Linked DNA regions of Mus musculus: region 1 is linked to region 2. A link is a contact called in public HiChIP or PLAC-seq data. All regions are on one chromosome and are shown on one strand. The core of a region is the stretch at or near the end of the contact, and the rest is flanking DNA. Distances in the headings are between cores, read along the strand shown. Region 1 overlaps Rab27a (RAB27A, member RAS oncogene family). Region 2 holds the start of Ccpg1os (cell cycle progression 1, opposite strand).

What was found. HiChIP or PLAC-seq counts read pairs in DNA pulled down with a chosen protein or histone mark.
Region 1: an H3K27ac HiChIP or PLAC-seq map of embryonic stem cells shows a contact between it and region 2, with 20 read pairs. The contact joins the enhancer-like site here to the promoter of Ccpg1os in region 2. A contact is called at or near these places in 2 of 39 promoter capture datasets (hematopoietic stem and progenitor cells and maxillary cranial neural crest), 3 of 484 Hi-C or Micro-C datasets (CD4 T cells, bone marrow-derived macrophages and nephron progenitors), 6 of 115 datasets of contacts at active chromatin or transcription factors (CD8 T cells, the HPC-7 cell line, embryonic stem cells and 1 more) and 3 of 9 other capture datasets (adipose tissue, liver and pancreatic islet).

Annotation. Positions count from the first base shown.
Region 1 is chr9:73,068,062-73,073,679 of GRCm38.p6, reverse strand. All of the region lies in intron 1 of Rab27a (RAB27A, member RAS oncogene family), which reads right to left. Among named protein-coding and RNA genes, the nearest start is that of Rab27a, 26 kb to the right of the region's middle. Within about 2 kb of position 2,294, at least 77 of the 459 cell types and tissues checked have an H3K27ac peak or open chromatin away from gene starts, as enhancers often do. A contact at or near this core is called in CD8 T cells, the HPC-7 cell line, bone marrow-derived macrophages and 3 more, where this site is marked.
Region 2 is chr9:72,981,962-72,988,140 of GRCm38.p6, reverse strand. It overlaps Ccpg1os (cell cycle progression 1, opposite strand), which reads left to right and starts at 2,765. Exons shown (of 2, transcript NM_001198789.1): 1 at 2,765-3,000. The coding sequence starts at 2,974. Ccpg1 (cell cycle progression 1) reads right to left here and starts at 2,637. Exons shown (of 9, transcript NM_001286544.1): 1 at 2,468-2,637.

The sequences.
Region 1 (5,618 bases), core at 1,045-3,544, 86 kb before region 2:
AGAGAAACCCTGTCTTGAAAAAACAGAAAAGAAAGAGGAGGAGGAGGAGGAGGGAGAGGAAGAAGAGGAAGAAGAGGGAGAAGAAGAAGAGGAGGAGGAGGAGGAAATAAGTCACTTTTAATTCACAGGTCAAATTGTTCTGATGGCTTCTGTATACACTATTATTATTTCCTACTTATTGGTCAGACTGCCTAGCTGTCATGCTCTTTCAGGAAGTGGGTTCCATAGTGGAGTAGAAACCATAACCCACAGCTAAATCCACCTCCACCTGGGTTTTCTAACAGGAAGTTGCTCAAAATTCTTCAAGATCAACTGAAACAAACTCCACCACAAAGGAGAAAAATGTCATCGTCCCCAGCAGTACCCATCCGCGGTTGCTTTTCTCCTCCGTGAGGCTCTCGCCATCTGCCTTTACCTTCTCAACAGATGCAGCACACAATTCCAATCCAAAGAGAAACAAGTCTCTCACCAGGTATGGGGGGAGCTGTAGGGGCAGGGGGGACACACTTCTGATACCAGTGCCAGGGAGGCAGAGCCCAGCAGATTTCTGTGAGTTTAAGTCAGCCAATGTAGCGGTCTATGTGGCATTCCAGGCCAGTCAGGGCTACATATTCACACACACACACACATACCCCTCTCCAGGAAAGTCCTGGGCACTCTCATTTCACATGTCAAACGCTAACAAACTCTCTGACAATCAGAACAATGATCTTCTGTCCGTCCCCCTCACAGAGACACCTCATCCTGCTCATGAAAGGTGGGTCTGCCCATCTATGCGCACATCAGGTGCCCGCCATGCCTCTCCATTCCCTCATACTGTCTACTCAGGTCCTAGGCTCAACACTAGGTGCTTCATTAGAATAAAAGTACAGGCGAGGGTCTTCTCCTCACACTCACCTCTTCTACCCCTGCCTGAAGCCTCAACTTGGTGACTATTAAAAATTCAAACTTCTCAGCCCCTAGAGCTGCCGTGGAGAACTTCCTCAGACAGCCTTAGCGTAGACCCGTGACCTCATATTGCAGATAGGACTGGCCCAGTGGATAAGGGCAGAGCCTTACCAACCTTCACAGTTCTGTTTGTAGGATATAAAGGGTGACACTTTACTGAGGGGTGGCTGTGTTCATAGTTTCTCCTTGCAGACACTGAACTCGGAATTACTGAGCTCTCCAAACGAGGAGCACATGAAGCTAGAGCCTGGCTTCGTGTTGTACAGAAACGGAGCTAAGACTTGAAAGCAGACCCAGACAGGCTCCAGTCAGCTGGAAGGTGGGGGCTTCAAATGGAAGCAAAGGGGCTCTGGTTCTGCAATAGAAGCAACAAAGACCCTGTACCTGCTTTATTTGTGCTTTATGTTAATTTGGGAAACGCTGGTCAGTCGGGTACCTATGCTTTAGTTTATTTATTTATTTATTTATTTATTTATTTATTATATATAAGTACACTGTAGCTGTCTTCAGACACACCAGAAGAGGGCATCAGATCCTATTACAGATGGTTGTGAGCCACCACGTGGTTGCTGGGAATTGAACTCAGGACCTTTGGAAGAGCAGTCAGTACTCTTAACGCTGAGCCATCTCTCCAACCCTTTAGTTTATTTTTTATTTTACAATCTTTTTTTTTCAGAGACAGGCTTTCTCTGTGCACCCCTGGCTGTCACAGAACTCACTCTATAGAGTGGGCTGATCTCAAACTCACAGACCCACCTGCCTCCTGAGTGCTGGGATTAAAAATCTGTGTCACCACTGTCTGCCCATATTATTTTTATTAATGATGTTGCCTTGTTTTGTTTTGTTTTTTTCAAGACAGGGTTTCTCTGTGTAGCCCTTACTATCCTGGAACTTGCTGTGTAGACCAGGTTAGTTTCAAATTAATGTGTGTGCCACCACACTGCCTGTGTTTTGTTTGTTTGGTTTGGTTTAAAATAAACAAACAAACAAACAAACAAACAAACCCTGGGGGCTAGATGGCTTGGTAGTTAAGAACACCTGTGGCTCTTACAGAGGACCCGGGTTTGGTTCCCAGCACCCACATCAACTCCTCATGATCACCTGTAAACCCAGCTCTAGGATCTGACGCCCTCTACTGGCTTCCTCAGACACTGCATGCAGGTACAAACCCATACACACAAAAATAAAGAATTGTAAGATCTTCGAAGAAAAAAGAACCGTGATAATACACCCCCTCACACAACGGCCCTGAAGATGGAAAGACATGCTGTGTGTGGAATACCCAGCATTCAGTGTCATCTAACAGCCTGTGACTCACAGAACTGCTAGGAAATGCCCAGAAACTCATCTACATTAAGAAGATTACTAAATTCGTCAAGCTAAGATGTGCTGAGGGCACTGGAACCGTGCATCACACATCTGAGTCCCTCTCTCCTGGAGGAAGTACTGTTTCAAAGCCTCCATCAGGGTCAAAAGCTCCAGGCACCTTCTGAGTGGACACACTCGCACTCAGTTGGCTTCTGCCTCTCCCTCCTTACACAAATATTTTCTCAAAGTGCTCCCCACCCTCATTCTCATCAGACTAACAATAGAAAGCACAGAACACCCATTTCCTCAACAAGAACCGCATGTTAGATAAGTGCCAGATAGGCAGAGAGCTTCCTTATTTAAAAGAGAAAAAAAAAAAGTGCAAGAGGAGGGCGGGGCCTGATGGTGAAAGCCAGGAATCCCAGCTACTCCAGAGGCTAAGGCGGGAGGATAGAAAAGGCAGCCTGGGCAACTTGTTGATAGGGTCTACTCAAACAGTAAAAGGACCTGAAGATGCAAGGGGGGCGGGGGGGGGGGGGCGAGCACTTGTCTAGCAGTTCAAGGCCTTAGGCTTAATTCCTAGTACCAAAACTAACAAAAAGACAAACAAAAACTGAAGACATAGGTAAATTGCTTTCCAGGGAGTAAATGAGGGAAGTGGTTTCAGTTCGGACAAAAGGAGATGAGCTTTAGCGGATCATGCCCTTAACCCTGAGACTCAAAAGGCTGACGCAGGAAAGGTTACTGGGCCGCACAGCAAGACTGTCTCAAAAAATAAGGAGAGAGGGACACATTGCCGGACACTGTCATATGCCACAAACAGCACTAGACATAGGGACTTTTACTTATTTATCATCCTTAGGTCTATAGATTTCCAACAGAGAGAGAGAGAGAGAGAGAGAGAGAGAGAGAGAGAGAGAGAGAGAGAGAGAGAGAGAGCCTTCCCAAAGAGGGTTTGCATAGGTCCCAATTCTGACTCTTCCTCTTCTGCCTTACACGGTTCAGTCCCAGTGCTTAAAAGTGACCTCATCCCTTCAATTATAAAACGGAGGCAACAGCCACCAACCTCCCGATAAACACCCTGGCGATAAGCAACTAAGGGGAATCTTGAGTTTTTTGGTTTTTTGTTTTGTTTCCTTTTTTACTTTTTTTTTAAAAAAGATTTATTTATTGTTATATGTAACACACTGTAGCTGTCTTCAGACACACCAGAAGAGGGCATCAGATCTCATTATGGATGGTTATGAGCCACCATGTGGTTGCTGGGATTTGAACTCAGGACCTTAGGAAGAGCAGTCAGTGCTCTTAACCGCTGAGCCATCTCTCCAGCCCCTGTTTTTTACTTTTTAAAAAAGCTTTTGGGATTATAATCCTATAGTTTCTCCTTTCCCTGTCCTCCTTGCTCTCCTCCAAGTGTTACTACATGTCTATATGTGTATGTACATACACGTTAGGTCGGAACTTCAGAAGGCAGTCCATCATTTCAGGAAGTGACAACGGCAGGAACTGGAAGCAGCCGGCCACGCCATATCCATGGTCAAGAACAAAGAGGATGAACTCATGCATGCATGCTTGGTGGTCAACTTTTCCCCTGCCCTTGGACAGCTCAGGGTTCAAACCCAGGGGACCGCTTCACCACATCAGTTAAGACTTGCTCATACATAATCCTTGATCTACATAATCCCTCACTGAGACTCTCTTCCCAGGTGATTCTAGGCTGTATCAACTTGACAAGTAAAGCCAGCCGTCATAAGGACCCTACTAAGTGCAGGGATGAGATTTATGCACTGAGGTAACTCACAGAAAGATTCCAGCCAGTGATTGATCCAAATGGTCAGTCGCCTCGACTTATTAGCAGTGCAGAGGGTTTTTTTTTTTTTTCTATTTATTTGGGGGTGGGGTGGGGAGCAGAGCACGTGTGGAGGCCATAGAAAAACTATGCAAACATTGGTTCTCTCCTTCCACGGTGTGGGTTCCAGAAATCAACTCAAGTCACCACATTTGGCAGCAAGTATCTTTACCCAGGAAGCCGGCTTGCCTGTCGTAGCAATAAGGTGCGTTTTTTGTTGTTGCTGTTTAGGGAGAATCTCACTGTGTAGCCCTGGCTGGCATGGATACACCACTACTTACACAACTCTGGTCTCAAACTCAGAGGCCTGCCTGCTCTGAATTCTGAGCGCTAGACTTAAAGGTGAGTGGCAGCATGCCCAGCCTACAGGACACTATTCATTTTAAACACCCCTCCCCTTTCTCTTCCTTAGTGGTGTTGGGAATCAAATTAGGGCCTTGTTTGGGTTAGGCAAGTCTTCTACCACGGAGTTACAGCCTCAGTCCTAAAACCTATTCTTACCCTTAATACAGGTTCAGAAAGACACATAGCGTCAGTGTGAGGAAAAACCAGCTTGAAGAAAACTTAAACGCTGTCAGTTCCAAAGTCCACCGAGGATTTGTGAAAGGTTGCCATCCCTTAGCAGCTGACCAGGAAGTGGTAACATGGGCTGCAGCAAGATAGGGAAGGAGAGGCCATTAGACCTTTCCTGAGTAGATCCGGAAGACTGGCGTCTGTGACTCAAAGGAGACACTAGCTTTTTATCCCAGGGTGAACCATCCTTTCGCTTACTCAAGGGGCAGCATCTATATCATTTATTGCTAAAGCCTCTTTGAGGATATTTGCATATTGACATATTGGAATTTGGGAAATTTACCAAGATCTGGGAGTGTAGTACTTACATCTGTGACAAGTACCTCTTGTTTTATATACTGTCTCGTGGGAGGAGACTACAACGTTCCATGTGTAGAGTAGAGGTGTGGCTGATTGGCTTCCTGAGTAATACCGTAAATAACACAGAGGCAGTCACACAATGCACACAGCCATATGTCACTGTCATGAAACACCAGCCCACAGCTGAGTGTGCCTCCCAGTGAACCCTGAAGCTGGGCTGTCTCCAAGAATGTGATAAAAAATAAACGAAGAAGTGCAAAGTCTACTCCCACTGGGTGGCTGCTTTCTGTGGGGACAAGAGAGACAGTGCAGAACAGGGCCCAGAGCCAGGATCCTCTACAGGGCGACAGACAACACACCCTCCTGGGTAAAATGAGCAGCAGAGTCTGGGTGTGGTGGATCAAGTTAGAGCTCTGCTCATCACTCCAGGCAGGTCAGGGCTTGAATCCCACACTACGGCTGTAAGCCTGGTGCTTTCCACGCAGGCTAAAGAACGACACTTAAAGGACATTCCTCAAAGATAGGACAGAAAAGATTCTCCGAGCACGGAAGTACAGGAGCAACCTAAGCCGCCTGGAATGCGGACTCCCTTGCAGTCCATCTGCTACTCTCAGGCTCTGAAGTTACTGAATGTGGGGGT
Region 2 (6,179 bases), core at 1,516-4,015:
GGTTTGTGAATTCAGTATAACTGAGGATTGTGCTTTGGTTTGTTTGTTTCTTTCTTTCTTTTTTTTTTTTTTTTTTTTTTGGGGGGGGTTTCGAGACTAGGTTTCTCTGTATAGCCCTGGCTGTCCTGGAACTCAGAAATCCACCTGCCTCTACCTCCCAAGGACCGGGATTAATAAAGGCATGAGCCATCACTGCCCAGCTGTGCTTTGGTTTCTTTTGTTGTTGATCAGTTTGCATGTGTCTTGTTGGGTTTTTTTTTTTTCCTACTTCCTGATTTGCTTTTTTGAGGTAAGGCCTGCCTCCTTAGTGAAGGGATTAGTGTGCACCACCCACCCGGCTACCCTGTTTGGACTGTGTACTGCTTTGTCCTTTTTTGGAAACTGGATCTTGTTGTGTAGCTCAGATTGGCCTTAAATTTCCAATTGTTCTGCCTATGCCTCCTAAGCTATGTTAGACCTAGGCCATTACACTAACTTCTTTATTTACTTTTAGTTTTTAAGCCCAACACCCAGCCCCACAGCCCCCCACCCCCATCTCTGTGCATCTGTGTTCAGAGGACAGTGAGCAACTTATGGGGGGTCAGTTCTCTCCATCCTGTGGGTTCCAGAAATGAACCTCTGATGGCAGACTTGTTCAGCGAGTCCCCTTACCCATGGAGACACCTTGCCAGCCCATTTACTTTAGAAAGTCATACTTAAAGAATCTAAAGATAATGGAGGCAAGAGCATGTAGAATTCAAGGCTACATAGCCAACTGGTAGCTGGCCTGGGCTATATGAGATGCTGTCTTTTAAAGATTTCAGAGCTGAAGAAACAGCTCAATGGTGGAGAACAAATACTAGGAGGACAGTTCCCAACTCTTCTGGTCTCCACAGGCACTGCATACACAAGCTGCCTTTACAGCAGACAAAACATACAAAAACACATCTTTTAAAAAAAAAAAAAAAAAAAAAAAGGTGGTGCATCCCCAGAAAACACAGTAAAGCGTAAAGAGGTCAGTTTAGTTTCACATCCTAGACAATCACCTTCATAACTAAATATCCTTAAAACTCCAATGGAAACACAACAGTCTATTCTTTGGCTTACAGTACAAAACTGGTTCTAGGAGTTGTTCTGATCATCCTGGGGCTTAAACTCAGGGCCTCACATACATTAAGCAAGTACTGTACCAAAGAACTACATTCTCCGGTCTTTTTATACAGAAATATGCTCTCCACTATATTGCTCAAGTGGTCTCAAACTTGCCATTCCCCTGCTTCAGTTTCTAAATATCTGGGGTACCACCTTTAACTGGAATTTCAACTTTGGTGTAACAGGGTTAAAACAGCATTTACAGCAGGCTCCATGGTACCCAACTACGATCACAGTGCCTAGGACGCTTAGGCAAGAGAACTCCCAGGTCTAGCCTGGGATATATTAGTATCAGGACAGCCAGAGATACACAGCAAGAAAAAAAAGCCAAAAGCATTAACTCACCCTTAACAACCTTCTCAGTTCCCCTGTGACTTGAGCTTGTCAGAATAGCAAACTACTCACACCAGTTATACATGATAAATATCCCCTGAGAAATCTAAGACCTATTAAGATTGGGATCTTAAAGTTAGTCGGTGGACTCAGAAGGCAGAGGCAAACGGATTTCTGAGTTGGAGGTCAGCTTGGACTACAGTGCAAGTTTTAGGATAGGTGGAGATACACAGAGAAACCCTACCTCAAAAAACAAAAACAAACAAACCAAAAAAACCCAATCCACCCACTCCAAAAAAAAAAAAAAAAGGCGAAAGAAAAAATATTGGGTCTTTAAGATAGTTAGTGCTGACATTTCAAACATTATGTGACCTTGCTGGAAAGGTCTCATAGCACCCCTAACTGAGAATAACCAACTGGTTGCCCTTTCTAGGGACAAGCAGCCCCATACAGCCAATAAAGCAAAAGTGGGAGAGGGCAGTGCATGATGGTTCACCCTTAAGGAAAACACCCCAGCTGGTTGCGGTCTAGAACTCGGGCGCTGCCCCTGGCAGAGTTGGGATAAATGAGAGGTAAACACAAACGACACACGCGCAGCTGCTACTTAGGACAAGCCGTCAGCCTAACAAACGCTGGTAAGGACCCGGAGGGGAAGCGTGAAGAACGGGCGGAGAACAGGCTTCGGGGCTGAATAGGAGTATACTTCTGGGGTGCACACTTTTCTATTCCTGACACCTGGGACCTCCGAGCCGGCTCAGAGTGACGCACGCGGCATCTCAGCATACGGATGCAGCTGCACCTGAATCCCGGGGCGCCCAGCTCCGAGCTCGCGGGGCTGCAGCCTGCGAGCCCGCGCCTAACACCTGCCAGGTCGCGCCCTCCGCCCGAGGTCGCCCGAGGACCAAGGCATCCACCAGGAGAAAGCCTCCCGGCGCTGCGCCCGAAGGTACGAGTTGCAGCCCGCGGCCGCCCCATCAGCCCGACCTGCGCCCCAGGGTCTTACCCGAAGACAGCGCCTCTTCCGCCCGACCGCGCCAGCTGTCACCGTGGCGGCGTCCGCGCTCCAGACGCCAGTGACGCCTCATAAAAACAACAACCTGCTCGCAGGCGTCCGCAGCGGGGAAGCGGTGGCAGGCGCGGCGCAGCAAGGCATGCTGGGACTTGAAGTTCCTCCTACGTCTCCTGCCAGCTCGCGGCGAGCAAAAAGAACTACGACTCCCGAAGATGCGTACGGCCCGCACCCCTGAGGCTACCGGAAGCTGGGCGGAGCGACTGCGGATCTCCACAACATCCGGGCTCCCACGCCTGCAGCCGGTTGCCACGGAGACGGGCTGCCACACTGGAAGACGGAGGGTTTCCACCCACCGTCTTCCTCCCCAGAAATTGTAGTTTACGGGACTCCGATCGTCTTGCTGTTGCTTTCCGTCGGTTCTGTAAGAAGACTGGGCCCTACGCCTTCGCCAGACTTCTCGCTATCAGGAAAGAGTTGCTTTTGCCGAAGAGATTAAGATGGCGAGAGAGACAGACTGCGACTTGGTGGGTTTGGGCAGAGAGCTAGATGCTTTTGAAAGTCGAATTCATAATAGTGTTTGAGGCACCATCTACTCCCACTCACTAGTCACCAAGCTGTTATATTTACAAGTTTAAATGCACGATCCACAAAGTAATTACTCTGAAGGTGTATAGGAGGCACCTCACTACAAATGATCTTTTGTCCAGGATGGTTTTTGTTTTGCATTATCTATTTGCAGTCGTGGGGATCGAACTCAGGGACTTGTGCATGGTAGGTAATCTCTGTTCTACTGAACTACACCTCCCAGCCCTAGAACCTTCATGTTTTTGTCACTTAGAGTATGCCTAGTCTAAAAGGATGGAAGAGGGTGAATAGGAGTGCACTCACCCCAGAGGGAAGTTACCGTTCCTCTGTCCCCTACCTGTCTAGTGAGTAAACAGTAAAGGAAACCATTCAACAAGCTGATGTTGGGCAAAAGCTAGTTCACATTTAGATCTGATATTTGTGTTGCTGTAACTAGGGATTGAACCTCAAGCCTCACACAAGCTAAGAAAGCCCTCTACAAAGGAGGTAGATCCCTAACCCCTCGTTTTTGTTTGGGTGAGAGGGGAGTTCTGGGTGGTGGGTTTTTTTTGAGACAGAGCTTCTCAGAGTAACTCGGGCTGACTTTAAATTCTTTGTGTAGCTGGCACTGAATTCCAGAACCCCTTGCCTTTATTTCCCAAGTGTTAGGATTACAGGCCTATGCTACTACACTCTGCTCTTCCAACTTGGTGAACAGGCGAAAATTTAAATAACAAAGCTGGCTTTACAGTGAGTGGGTTTGTAAAGTGGTACTTACTTTGATTACTTATGAGCTGTAGACGAGATAGCACGGTCCCCCATGACTTGGTGTAGATAAGACACCTGGTGACTTGGATTATTGAAGTGACTTTTTAAAATCATTAAATCTAGACCTGAAGGTGATTGTGTTAGTCAGGGTTCTCTAGAGTCACAGAACCTATGGATAGTCTCTATATAGTAAAAGAATTTATTGATGACTTACAGTCCCCAGCCCAATTCCCAACAATGGTTCAGTCGCAGCTGTGAATGGAAGTCCAAGGATCCAGCAGTTACTCACTCAGTCTCACACAGCAAGCAGGCGAAGGAGCAAGAGCAAGACTCCCTTCTTCCAATGTCCTTATATTGTCTCCAGCAGAAGGTGTAGCCCAGATTAAAGGTGTGTTCTACCACACCTTTAATCCCGGATGACCTTGAACTCGGAGATTTAATCCTCTGGAATCCATAGCCACTATGCCTCAAGATCTCCATACCAAGATCCAGATCAGAATCTTCTATCTCCAAGCCTCCAGATAAGGGTCACTGGTGAGCCTTCCAATTCTGGATTGTAGTTCATTCCAAATATAGTCAAGTTGACAACCAGGAATAGCCACTACAGTGATTTAGGGCTTTTTGTTTTGTTTTGTTTTGTTTTGTTTATAATGTAGAATAGAGTTTATTTAGGGCTTGTGGAGGGGAGTTAAGAGAGTAGTAGAAGCAGAGAAAGGCAGAGAGAAGGAGAGAGTAGAGAAGTAGAGACCAGCCATGACCATGTGGAGAAAGGAGGAAGGGAAAGGGAGCAAGATGTAAAAGAGAGGCAAGAAAGGTGATTTAGTTTTAGGGCCAGTAGTAGCAAGGGTGATTTGATGGTAACTGAAGGAGAATAGTAATATAAAAAAAAAACAAAACAAAACAAAACAAAACCCCATGGTACAGTTAGACAGGAGTGGCCCAGACCTAGAATCCCAGCACTATGAAGGCAGGAGAATTGCCAGGAGTTTGAGGCCGAGTAATCATTGAAAGAGAGATGGCTCATCTGTTAAGAGCACTACGTGCTCCCCAGAGGTCCTGAGTTTGATTCCCAGCAACCATAAGGTGGCTCACAACCATCTATGCTGATGCCATCTCCTGGTGTACAGGTGTACATGCAGATAGAGCATCCATATATGTAAAATAAGCAAATCTTGAAGAAAAAAGAAGAAAAATCCATGCATCCAGCATTTTAATGATTCTATTCACCTTTCCTTCAAGGTAGCTCAAAATCTGTGGTTTGGGTTTTGTTGATGTTCTTAGCTGCTGCTGCTGCTTCTTCTTCTTCTTCTTCTTCTTCTTCTTCTTCTTCTTCTTCTTGGGTTTTGTTGATGTTCTTAGCTGCTGCTGCTGCTGCTTCTTCTTCTTCTTCTTCTTCTTCTTCTTCTTCTTCTTCTTCTTCTTCTTCTTCTTCTTCTTCTTTTTTTTTTTTTTTTTTTTTTTTTTTTTTTTTTTTTTTTGGTTTTTCCGAGTCAGGGTTTCTCTGTGTAGCCCTGGCTGTCCTGGAACTCACTTTGTAGACCAGGCTGGCCTCAAATTCAGAAATCTACCTGCCTCTGCCTCCCAAGTGCTGGGATTAAAAGCATCCTTAGCTATTTTTAAGTGGGTTACATCTAGATGGAAGTTCCTGCCTTACACCACACTTTTCTAGTATTCTAATTTCTAGATTTTTTTCTTTTTTGAGACAGGGCTTCCTGTATCCCATGATGGCTTGTCTCCCTGAGATGACCCTTCTGACCCTCTGTGTGATTACTGGTATGAACCATCGTGCCTAGTTCATGTGGTACTGGAAATAGACCCCAGGGCCTATATATGTTAGGCAAGCATGCTACCAACTAAGCCACATCTCCAGCCTGTAATTTGCAGATTTTTAACTTAACATTCAGAAACTGAATTTTACTTAGATACTAAAAGAATCCTGGGATTGAGAAACAACTCAGTTGTGTTAACCAGAACCTGACTAGCAGGGCATTGGCAGCCTAGGCCTATAGTCCTAGAACTGCAGGAGAACTCCTAAGGATTCTGATTTCTCCAGGAAATTCACTGTTGTCCAGGATGGGAGGTGAAAGTGGGCAGTCCACAGTGGACGCTGGAGGCCAGAGGAGGGACTTGCCCACCAAGGAAAGACTTGTCTTTGGCAAATAGCTAAATGTGTATATGCCTCTCTCCTAAGCGTCTACCTAGAAAAGAAAGGGAGAGAGAAGCAAGGAGGGAGAGAGAAATACAGAGAAAAGAGAAACTCAAAAAGCATTAGATTCAAGAGCTGCCTTCCCCTGAATCTTAGCAACCCCTCTACCTCTGACAGGGTGTCTTTGGTGCCACCACACCTTGCTAGGGATCTGACAACCGTCTG